3 separate regions of the Mus musculus genome follow, and all the other regions are linked to region 1. The links are chromatin contacts, called in public HiChIP or PLAC-seq maps. All regions are on one chromosome and are shown on one strand. The core of a region is the stretch at or near the end of the contact, and the rest is flanking DNA. Distances in the headings are between cores, read along the strand shown.

The links. HiChIP or PLAC-seq counts read pairs in DNA pulled down with a chosen protein or histone mark.
Region 2: a contact with region 1 is called in an H3K4me3 HiChIP or PLAC-seq map of bone marrow-derived macrophages, with 6 times the contacts expected there. The contact joins the promoter of 4930453N24Rik here to the enhancer-like site in region 1. A contact is called at or near these places in 5 of 39 promoter capture datasets (the 3T3-L1 cell line, the HPC-7 cell line, cranial neural crest and 2 more), 1 of 484 Hi-C or Micro-C datasets (B cells), 11 of 115 datasets of contacts at active chromatin or transcription factors (bone marrow-derived macrophages, cardiomyocytes, embryonic basal ganglia and 6 more) and 4 of 9 other capture datasets (adipose tissue, embryonic stem cells, liver and 1 more).
Region 3: a contact with region 1 is called in an H3K4me3 HiChIP or PLAC-seq map of bone marrow-derived macrophages, with 5 times the contacts expected there. The contact joins the promoter of Cggbp1 here to the enhancer-like site in region 1. A contact is called at or near these places in 13 of 39 promoter capture datasets (the 3T3-L1 cell line, 3T3-L1-derived adipocytes, the C10 cell line and 8 more), 1 of 484 Hi-C or Micro-C datasets (bone marrow-derived macrophages) and 9 of 115 datasets of contacts at active chromatin or transcription factors (the 230-238 cell line, the NIH/3T3 cell line, bone marrow-derived macrophages and 5 more).

Annotation. Positions count from the first base shown.
Region 1 is chr16:65,456,486-65,460,365 of GRCm38.p6, forward strand. No RefSeq gene overlaps it. Among named protein-coding and RNA genes, the nearest start is that of Pou1f1, 62 kb to the right of the region's middle. Within about 2 kb of position 1,921, at least 11 of the 459 cell types and tissues checked have an H3K27ac peak or open chromatin away from gene starts, as enhancers often do. A contact at or near this core is called in bone marrow-derived macrophages and macrophages, where this site is marked.
Region 2 is chr16:64,769,245-64,773,124 of GRCm38.p6, forward strand. 4930453N24Rik (RIKEN cDNA 4930453N24 gene) reads right to left here and starts at 1,695. Exons shown (of 3, transcript NM_026273.2): 1 at 1,493-1,695. The coding sequence starts at 1,619.
Region 3 is chr16:64,850,056-64,853,935 of GRCm38.p6, forward strand. Cggbp1 (CGG triplet repeat binding protein 1) reads left to right here and starts at 1,946. Exons shown (of 3, transcript NM_178647.3): 1 at 1,946-2,181; 2 at 2,744-2,970. It overlaps Zfp654 (zinc finger protein 654), which reads right to left and starts at 1,668. Exons shown (of 9, transcript NM_001347245.1): 1 at 1,412-1,668. The coding sequence starts at 1,597.

The DNA of each region.
Region 1 (3,880 bases), core at 671-3,170:
GGCTTACTCAATTACTCTGTTCTACTCTTGATTACTAAATCTTGTCTGGGATTCTAACCTTTGCAATGACACTTCTGCTTGCTAGCACAGGGAATCTGTCCATGGAACAAAACTCTTTTGCACTTGAGCTAAGATATTAATTGCTCCACCCCCTCAAACACTTATTTGCAAAATGTGGGTTTTAAAGCACAGACTTTCACTTTCCTTGGTTGTGTTTTCTCATCTATATCATTGATTATTTTTAGGTGACAACTTTCTTTAGCTATAATCCCCCCTCTCAGCCTTTCACAAAATCTTCAAACTTTGAATAGTTTACCATTCAAAACACCCAAAGGGCCCTATACTTGTGATGATTGACAGATGACTAATATCATATTAATTCATGATTAACAATTACACAAGTATATATTTTAGTATAAAACTTAGACCCTATGAACAAATTTCTACCAGTATTTTCTATAGGATACTATTCTTAGGATTCCTACAAACTATGTAATAGTGAATACCATGAACAGAACACCATGAACAATGACGTCTTAAATTGTACAGATCCAATTTTTTTTTTTTTGGCTTGTATGATGTTTTTATTTAGAGGACAATAGTACATCTGGAAGAGAGGAGCTGGGATACACAGCTGCTTTGAATTACACACTACTTTGAATACATGATAGCCTCTAATGAAGTCTTACTGTAATAGGCAGGACAGCTTTACAATCCCTGACATTTAAAAATCCATAATACCATGAATTCTCGATTATTCACGCTGGGTGGAAAGGAAAAAGAGAATGAATTATATTTTTTTTAAAAAAATTCAAATGTAGCTTTGTAGTGAAGTTACACACACTCAAAGACCCCAGGAGACCAACAGAGGTCAGTGTGAAAAACTCCTAAGCCAGTAACTTATTCAAGCAGATGGTTTACTCAGTTTTATGCACTAAAATCTATGTGGAATAAGGAACTGAGAGGAAGACATACCTTTTTTTTTTTTTTTTTTTTTTTAAGTATTGCACAACTATTCTTTAGGAAGTTTTTTTTTTTTTTCCATTTTTTATTAGGTATTTAGCTCATTTACATTTCCAATGCTATACCAAAAGTCCCCCTTACCCACCCACCCCCACTCCCCTACCCACCCACTCCCCCCCTTTGGCCCTGGCGTTCCCCTGTACCGGGGCACACAAAGTCTGCGTGTCCAATGGGCCTCTCTTTCCAGTGATGGCCGACTAGGCCATCTTTTGATACATATGCAGCTAGAGTCAAGAGCTCAGGGGTACTGGTTAGTTCATAATGTTGTTCCACCTATAGGGTTGAAGATCCCTTTAGCTCCTTGGGTACTTTCTCTAGCTCCTCCATTGGGAGCCCTGTGATCCATCCATTAGCTGACTGTGAGCATCCACTTCTGTGTTTGCTAGGCCCCGGCATAGTCTCACAAGAGACAGCTACATCTGGGTCCTTTCGATAAAATCTTGCTAGTATATGCAATGGTGTCAGCGTTTGGATGCTGATTATGGGGTGGATCCCTGGATATGGCAGTCTCTACATGGTCCATCCTTTCATCTCAGCTCCAAACTTTGTTTCTGTAACTCCTTCCATGGGTGTTTGTACAGATCCAATTTAAGTCATATCTATATATGAGCCACTAAAGAAAAGAAATTGGGTTTTAAGAAAAGATAAGAGCTCATACAGCTGAATGACCAGATACTTAGTGAATAAAATTCTAGGTCTCTCCTAGTATGTATAAAAGGAAGTTTTTGTTGCTCGCTTTCCTAGTTTCATTTCGTTGCTATGATAAAACACCTTTGAAAAGACAACTTAAGAAAGAAAGGACTTAGCTTATAGATTCTGGTTACAATCTATCATTATGTCTACTTCTCTGTGACAGGATCTTGAATCATCCAGTCACATGATAGGCACATAAGAGCAGAGAGAAGTGAAACATGCATGCTCATTTGCTTGCCTGCACTAAGTGTGTGCTCTCCATTCTTACGTAGTTCTGGATCTTTTGCCTTGAGTATGATGCTGCCTACAGAGGGTTGTTGTGTCTTCACCTATAAGCTAACTTAAAAGATACTCTCCCTCCCACAACACACAGTCAAGTCCACAGGCTAATCAGTGTAGACAATGGCTTACTAAGTCTGTCTTTCTTCATGATTCTACATTGTACCAAGTTGACAATTCAAGTTAATTATCCAACCCATTCCTATCATTCAGACATAGCAATTCTAACTCAGAGCTAAGATCTATTGAGTGTCATCTCTCCACAAGTCTTAGGACATTTACTGGTGTTCTGGTTGCGAACAGTATATATTCATATTTGGTTTGATTTTCTGTCTAGAGGTAAATAGATAGAAATAAATAACTGATCAACTCTATTACTTGCATGTGAGGGGACTCTATGTTTTTTTTTCTTTGACAAAAAGATTGGTGTCTCACATTTGTTCTCATTCCTCTTGCACAAATAACTTATTAGAAAGAGTAGGCATAGGAGTTACTTTCCTTGGTGTCCTGAGAAAATATCCGGCAAATTGTAGTCTACCAGTGGATGTTCACTTTGATTTACAATTTGGCAGGTTACAATTCATGCTAGCAAGACAGGTATGACAGTGGTGGCCCCATAGCACTGGGAGTGTATAGACGGTACTTGCACTCATTGAGACATAATACAGAGAAGAGACAAGAAGCAGATCAGGGTCTGTAAACAATAAGGCTGACCAAATATTAATGCACCTTTTCCAGAGCAGTTCCACGTATAAAAGATCAACAGCCTAGTATATATGTTTTATATGTATGGGTGTTTTACTTGCATGCATGTTTATGCACCTTGTGTGTGCAATGCCTGCAGAGGCAAAAGAGGGCATTAGAGGGGAATTGGAGTTACTGATGGTTGTAAGCTACCAAGTAAGATCTGGGAATCTAACCTAATACTTCTGGAATAATCAGCTCCCATAACAGCTGAGGCATTTCTGCAGCCCAAGGAATCACAACTTTGCAAACCAGTGCCAAGTGTTCAAATAGATTAGATGGGGGTTGCTTTAGATCAAGTGATTACAGTAGGGATGTGAGGGGGCAGTTTAATGATGGATAAAGCAACCAGGTTTTATATTCATAGCTCTCACTATAGCTTTAAAGAATAGAAGATATGTGTCTATTGCAATGGCACAGAACTAGTGGTTACAGCTCAGGTCTTGTCATTAAGAGCTATAGCCATAGTTTCCCACCTCCCCTCCTAATAACAATCACACACACACACACACACACACACACACACACACACACACACACACACACACACATATATATATATTATTCATATTAAATGTTATATAATAATAGAAGTTATATATAGTAATAATGAGTAAAAATCAGGAGAGCATAATGAATGAAACCTCACCAGAAAGCCTATGTTTCAGAAAAAAAAATGATTTTTTAAAAATGTATTTGACTTTTTACTTAAATGTTAAGACATGGTCTTAACATTTAAGAATTTTCTTTTCATTAAAATTTTGCTCCTCTTGAGAGTGAGAGCAAATGCATGTCTCTGTGTCAGAAGTTTAACACACACGTCATTGGGGTGAAGGCCATGTTGTTAGCAGGGAAAGAAATTCTCACTTTCCCTGCCTTCTTGACCTGGTCCTTGAGTTGTAAGCTGCAAGCAGCTTGTGTGTGGAAGAAAAACGGGCTCATTATACGTTGTATGATGAAATAGCATGTTGAGAGTGATGTTTTACATCAAGATGGATCTTGATTTCAAGGAAAACTGCTTTACATCTATCTGCAACTGGTAACATCTAATAGATTAGTTATCATATAGTTTTAGAAAAGATTCGTGCCGTACGTAAATTAGCTACTTTCTCCTAATCTCTACATCTTAGGGTGTGTGTTT
Region 2 (3,880 bases), core at 445-2,944, 690 kb before region 1:
TTGAAAATGATTTAAGCTCTTGTCCTGATTCTTGCTTTTATACAACATGGCCTATGGCTTGAAAAGCAAGAACTTACCCATCTGTCTGCTTTTTTTTTTCTTTTTCTTTTTTTGGTTTTTCGAGACCGAGTTTCTCTGTATAGCCCTGGCTGTCCTGGAACTCACTTTGTAGACCAGGCTGGCCTCAAACTCAGAGATCCACCTGCCTCTGCCTCCCCAGTGCTGGGATTAAAGGCGAGCGCCACCACGCCCGGCTCATCTGTCTGCTTTTTTAATCCCTTAAATTTTAAACTTCCTTTACCTTGCTAGGCAGTGGTGGTACACACCCTTAGACCCAGCAGAAGCAGCCAGATCTCTTGAGTTCGAGGCCAGCCTGGTCTACAAAGTGAATCAAAGACAGCCAGGACTACACAGTGACCCAGAAAATTTCTGACCCAGAAAAAAAATGTATTTCTATGCCCCAAATACCTAAGATCCATAAACCTTGAAAAAAATGATTAAAATCACAATATATGATACCAAGGAATGTTGTCAAACTTCTGATTTTACAGATAATCGAAGCTGAAAAACAGCAGCATCAAGATGTTTTTAAACTAAAAAGTTGGGCTGAAAGCACAGACCAAATATCTTTCAAATAGACTACTGCTGCAAAATAGCAAGAATTAAAAAAAAGAAAAAGAAAAAGACAATGCACTCATTACATCTACCTTCCAAAGATCTTATTCCACAGACACACAGTATCTTTGATGCCCCTATTTCCAACTTCCCTAAAGACGCTATCACCTTTTCCCCATCCATTTCAGAATAGCTACTAAATTTGGTGGTTTGTTTTGGAGGCTTGAGGGTGTTCTTCTTTTTGTTTTGTCTGTCATTTTCTATCCCTTTCTTTTCAACAACATTCGTTTCACTAATGTATTTTAGTAAGGATATTTTTAATGTCTTATAAATGCAACGTACATATGTCCGTTTTGTCTTTTATACAACCTTTTGATTTAAAAAACAAAAACAAAAGAAGCTGTGGTCTTGCTACTTCCCAACTAGGAATGAATGTAGGACGAAGAGGCTGAGCATTCCTTGACATACGTGGATTAAAACTGTCCGCCTTTTATTTGTTTCGGTGGGTATTTACCTAAGACACTGACAAATAGTGTTTATTATTTCCCTTCGGGCTGAAAGAAAACAGCAGGAGCTGACTGATCTCCGTGGAGATCGAAACTGAAAACTGAAACATACTCTGGGATGCTCTTAAAAATCATGGGAATGGGCTCATCTGGTGCTCATCCGGGTCCGCATGTCCGCAAAAGTTTGCCCAGCCGGTACCACGGTCCGACTCACCAGCGCGCCGGGACCCGGCTCGGCCGGCGGGCGGGGAGGCTGCAGAGCTGTGCAGCGCCAACCCGGAGGCCTTCCCTGGGCTTCGGCGACAACCGGACCCGACCGGACCCGACCGGACCCGACCCCTGGGGGTGACAAGGCCCCTGCCGGCGCCTACCTTGGCGGTCCACAGGCTGCACCAGGCGGTTGGTGACGGTGTCGCAAAGGGCCATGATCTCGTCGTTGTCCAGCAGGCCGAGTAGGTTTCGGCAGCCCTCCGACTCTAAGTGGCTGAGCCCCGACATCTCGCCCCCGGGGATGGGGGGCAGAGGACGACGCCACCAGTGTCGCCCTCACGGCCCGCGGGCCGGCCGGCGCCTTGGCAACAGACACCGGAAGTGCCTTTTCAATCCCTCGCAAGCGCCGGAAGGGTCTCGGAGATTCCAGCCCCTCTCTGGGCGGAAGTGCTAGCTCAGAAAGTCAGCGAGGAAATGTGGTTCCGACTTGGGGCTCCGGCCTCTATTGGAGTAGAGTTCCACAGTTCGCGGTTTAAAGAAGTGTCCTGAGCATCTATCCACCTTCCACTCGAGGCTGGGCTAGAAACGAACCTGGGGGTGGGGGGTGGGGGGGAGCGCCTCCGAAGGGGCGACTTAAAGTGCGGCGCATGCGCGCGCGTGCCTGATGGTGGAGGCAGGGGTGGAGAGGCCAAGAGAGCTTCCATCATACCCCTGTACTTTTGAAGGTCTGTCCTCTTCTAGCCGCTTCTGAGTTAGGGGAGCCATCACTTTGATATTCTTTAGCTACAAAGATTAGACTACACTTTGAAACGCTCTAGGTTTTAAAAGGACTATAACTTGCTTCTCCGCCTTTGAGATAGCTAGATAATTAATTTAACCCAATTAATTGAATCTCAGTTGAACCTCAATTGCCAGCTGGTTGGTCATTAAGTATACTTGAAACAACCTGGGACTTCAGATTTGCATCTAATGTGGAGCTGGAGGGGCAGGGTGCCACACAATCTTGGGACTACGCCTCTAGCTGCAGGACCTGCCTGCCATTAGATTTGAATTAGTGGCTGGTGTCCCCTAAATGCAGTTAGTAGTCATTTGGTTGGTGTGGGGAAACACCGTGGGTGGAAAGTGATTTGTGTTATGAATATTAGAAGGAGAAACTGGATTTCTATTAGAGTTGCTGCTTCTGCTTCTTCTTCTTCTTCTTCTTCTTCTTCTTCTTCTTCTTCTTCTTCTTCTTCTTCTTCTTCTGTTTCTTTTTTCTTTTCTTTTCTTTTTTTTTTTTTTTTTTTTTTTGGTTTTTCTAGACAGGGTTTCTCTGTGTAACCCTGGCGGTCCTAGAACTCACTTTGTAGACCAGAATGGCCTCAAACTCAGAAATCCGCCTGCCTCTGCCTCCCGTGTGCTGGGATTAAAGGCGTGCACCACATTGCCCGGCTCTAGAGTTTTTTTTTTTTTTTTTCTAAATACAGAACTATTGAGATTTGGGGCAGGGTAATTTATTGCTGTAGAGGTTGCAGGATGCCTAACACCATCCCTACATTTCCACAAAGAATAGTGTGCCCCTTCTCTCACTTGATACAAGTGAAAATACCTCCAGGCTAACAAACGTTCCCTGAGAAGGAAAATCATGCCCAGGTGAGCCATTGATTCAAACCCTGCCCAAGGTGGTTTCTGAGATGATGAAAATATTGTTGTATTGCCCATACTAACGACTGTCCACATCTGGATTTTGAGATCTCGAAATATAGTAGTAAAACCGAAGAACAATTTCAAATTTTGTGTGAATTTGAATAAAGTTTTAATATCCACATGTGGCAAGTGGCTACTGGATTGGATCATGCAGATCTAAAAATGTGAAGGCCATTCTGTAGATGTGTTTTATGTTTGACCTCTGACTTCAGTTCTTTTATTTCTAAACAATTCTTGCAGATAACCTCAAGGGTTTCCTTATGATAACTACCTTAGACATGTATTGCAGGTCTCTGCTTCAAAGCCTATGTTCTTGATGTTTTACTTAAGAGGGTCTTCTCTTTAGACATTTTCCTTAGCTCATTTTTCCTACCGTTTATTCATGTCCCTGCTTCAAAATATTACTAGGAAGGCCCTAATGATTTACTGTATTCAAACTCACCACCCACAGTCTGCTTATGTTTCCTACCCATTTCATTTGTCTCCAAAGTGTTTATACAGTTTAGTATATTATAGTGTTTATTGTTCCTATCCCACACCCATCCCACTATAAGGTGTGTTCTGTAGAGCAAACAATTTTGTTTCATGACCTTTACAAAGCCTGGCACATAGTAGACATACTTAAAAAAAAATAAGTTGTGAGTCCACTTTAATTTTTTTTTGTTTTTCTTTTTGTTTTGAACAGGAATGATATGATCGACTAGTTTCAAACAGGGTCACTTGATAGGGTATGGAGCATACCATAGTAGCCTGAAGGCCGTGTAGAAGAAAGAGAAAGGCAACTCTGTCTGTGTGACAAGAAATGATACCTTGAGATAGAGTGGAAGATCTGATAGTCTTTGGTTAACACAGGATTTAGTTTG
Region 3 (3,880 bases), core at 696-3,195, 610 kb before region 1:
TGTTTCGACCTTCAAACCAATGTATCTATGGCATGGGCAGAAAATTTAAATTTAATCACCAGTAACTTATCCAAAAATATCAACTTACTCTTCTTTCCTTAAATGCTTGGCAAGGCATAAAATGAAATGTCAACAAATTTAATGCCCACTCAGTGTTCACTTTATTGCGCACCTGTGACCAGAATGAAAATAAACGGCTAACTCATCCAAACCTTTCCTGTATTTACCCAGCTAGCAACTATTCCAACCAAAAAAGTAACTGAGGCACAGATGTTAAGTAACAGGTTAAGTAACAGATAAGAAACGGAAGAGCCAGAGCTTGAATACTTTGTGCAGGTTAAGAAACAGTTTTTAAAAGGCAGTAAGAAACAAAGTATCTTTTTTTAAAGAAGCAAGTGTTAAGAATGCAAAAAAAAAAAAAAACCCTTATATTACAAATGCATGCAGATGAGAACGCAGATTATCCAAACTTTATCCCTAAACCCGGAGCTTGTTTCTATATTTGCTTACAGTTAGATAAAAACTACATGCAATCCTTAAAAGCAGTCGGCAGAATAAAGGAAACAAATAATTTACTGTCACTTTTTCCGATACTGAATTTAACAGACCAACCAAAAACGAGTAATTTAAAGGCTGGGGGAGGGGTGGTGTAACGAGGGCAATAGTTTCAGGAAAAACGACTTTCTCTGTAGTCAGACAATTAGGAAACAGTGTGCTTGTCAGAGAAGGGGGTCAAAAAAAGGGAAAGATGACAATCACTCCTATAAGGTTCCACACGGAAAACACCCCCCCTCCCAACACACACACACCTGGTGGGGGAGGGGAGTAGCTAACGGTGGGACAGTGCCAAGGCCAACGGAAGAACTGGTCCAGAGGGACCTAGTGAGGGAATGACAGGCGACCCTAGCAGAGGGGGAGGGGTGGCGATGACAGGAGGGCAGGCAGTGGGGTGATAGCATGCTTGGCGTCTCTGAAAAAGAGAATGCGGGGGAACCTGGGTAACAGAGAAAGACGGGAGAGCCCAGCAGAAGTGAGAGGGACCGGGTAGTGAACCTGAGAAAGGCGGGACCCTGGGGTACGAAGAGGGTCTGCAGGGAGGCACAGGCATGTCAGGACGGGGTGCTTTCCAGTTGACCGTCCAGCTCCCAGCCCACCACCACCACCGCCGCCGCGACAAACTCACTTTCTCCTCACCTCCAAGTCCGCAAGTCACCCCCAACCCCACTCCCCGTCGTCCCCATCGCCGAGCTCGGAGCGGTGCAGAGAGGGGACCGGGGCTTCCCAGACTCCCTCTCCGTCCCGCCGGAGGACCGGTCCCGGACACGACGCAGAGACCTGGGCCAGCAGGCCAGGAGCCACGCAGAGGCCCGGGAGCCCAGTGACAAGTCGGAGCGGCCGACGGGCGCCTCACCTGACAGAAGCGTCGGCAGTAATCCCGGCTGCTGATCCCGACGCCGCCGCCACAGCCGCCGCCGCCGGCCCCCCCTCTGCCGTCGCCCGCAGCTAGGAGCCCCACTGGGCCCGGGGGGGACTCCACAATGGCCACGAGCTCTTCTCCGAGGCGCTCGGCCTCTTGGTCGCTCTCTTCCTCCGCCATGAGGCTCTCGCCGCCCAGCGCGTACCCAGCCCCTGCGCCGCCGCCGCCGCCGCCGCTGCCGCCGCCGCTGCCTCAGCTAACCTCCTCCTCCTCCTCTAGTTCCCTCCCCCTTTCCCTCCGCCCCAGCCGGACAGGGCTACTCGCCTGGGCTCTACTTCCGGCTCCGCCCACCCACGCCCCCAGTTTTCACTGGAGGAAGGACACCGCCAATCATAGGCATGCCCGCCCTACCTTCCTATTGGTTACACTAGCCGTCTGTTTGCCAGGCCTGCCATCTGTTGGTCCACACTACTCGGCGGTTGCTGAGGACCGCCTACGAGCCCTGCCATAGGGCGCGCCGGAGGACGGGGCGCGGCAGGGGACACGGCGGCCGCGGCGGAGCTCGCTCGGGCGGCGGCGACGGCGGTGGCAGCGGCAGGAGCAGCGGCTGAAGCAGCGGCGGAAGCAGCGGCGGCCGCAACGGGATCTCCTTCATCCCGTTGCTCTGCCCTTTCTTCCTCCTCTCTTCCTTCCTGGCGAGGGCTCGTGCACTTCCCCTAACGGCGGCCCGCTCCTACGGTCCCGAAGAGCTGGGAAGGCGGAAGGTGGGCTTGGCCGTTGGTGCGGGCGGCGAGCCCAGGCCTTCGGGCCGGGCGAGGGAACCGGGGGCGGGGCCGGAGGTGGAGGAGGAAGGAGCCGGGCCAGCCTGACAGCGACGGCCTCGGCCGGCGCCCGCCGCCCCCTCCCCGGGGACAGCCACGGAGTCGGCGGCGGTGCGGCGGACTTCTCCGGGGCCCTCCGAGGGCGGCTGGGACGCGGCCTCGGCCCCGGCCCCGGCCCGCAGGCGGGGTCGCGGCGCCGGGGCGCCACCTCGGCCGGCGCGGCGGGAGGAGGCTGTCTAGACGTCCGGCGGCCCGCGCCCGCCTTCCCCGCCCCCACCGGAGCCTCGGGCCTGCGGAGCGCGCGGGCCGCCGGGCCACCCGCCCCGGGGCGTGCGAGCCGAGCTGGCGTGGGGCTGGCTGGAGCTTCGGGATCGCGCACGGAAGGCGGAGAGAGACAGACACCTGTGTGCAGAGCGTGGCCCGAGCCGCTCTGCCGCGGGCCTGCGCCCTGCCTTTCCCGCCCCTCCACCATCTTCCCTTTCTGTTTGTTTTTTGTGTTTTACAGTAAAGACATGACTTCCCGGCGCCACCGGGAAAATAGGGTGCAAGCCCAGGAACTGTTTCCCCACCACCACCTGTTGAAAAACTGAGTCGAAGGCGTCTCCGGGGTCTGAACGAACGCGAAGTCGCTCGGATTGGATGCGTCTGTGGTTTTGCATCCAGAAAACTGTCACTACTTAATATCAAGGAAAAACAAACAAACAAACAAAAACCCGACTGGAAATTAAGCTGGTGAGTATTTCGACTTGAAAACTCAGTTTACTTTTGCTGTAGTAAATGGCTGTTTCGCTTTTGTTCCCTGGGTGCTCTATCTTAACTTCCTCATTTGTTTAAAATATTTCTGACTTCTGGAAACACTTTTACACGTAACCAACCTCCTCGCCTCTATGAGGTGGTTATTTTCATTGGCAGTATCAAGAATAGACCTTTCAAGAGAAAAGATCAGGAAAGTTCAGGCTTCACGTGGCACAAGAATTGCAGATCCCATTTCTGTAAGTTTGCAGTCAAAGAAAAATTCTAACTGCACCCCTAGTTTTTCATAACAGCTTTAATTGTTACTAGAATGGTTTTATTTCATAGGTGTAGAGTACTTGTGGAAGTTGCAGACATTTGCAGTGAGGATTTGCTGAGTATTAGGTGGGATTCATCATGATGTCTGTCTTTTCTGCCATGAAAAACCTATGCCCTAAAACAGTATCTCACACGTAACCCTTGAGTGTCAAAGATGTGGTGGGGTGGAAATCCACAGAAATTAAGCATGTGAAATTCTAGACATTTTGTGCCTTAGAGAATTTTCATGAATTGCTAAGTCCTACTTTGAGTTCATAGATTTTGCTCAAAATACAGACCAAAGTTGAAATAATCTTGGTGTTGCCCAGCAAGTAGACTAATGCAGTGGGATACTCCATGCTTTGTAATGTTACTTATAAAAACGAATTCTTCAGAACATACTTGAAGTATTTCTTCAACATGTTTTTAACAAAATTATTCAGTATAGTAGTATCTGATGTCTTGATTATTATAAAAAGTTAAATCACAGGCATAGAAGAGTAAGTCTTGCTAATCTTTTGTTATCAAAGTATATTTATTATCTTGGGTTTCCAGTGCTTGTAATTTTATATAGCTGATAGTCCGTTGATAA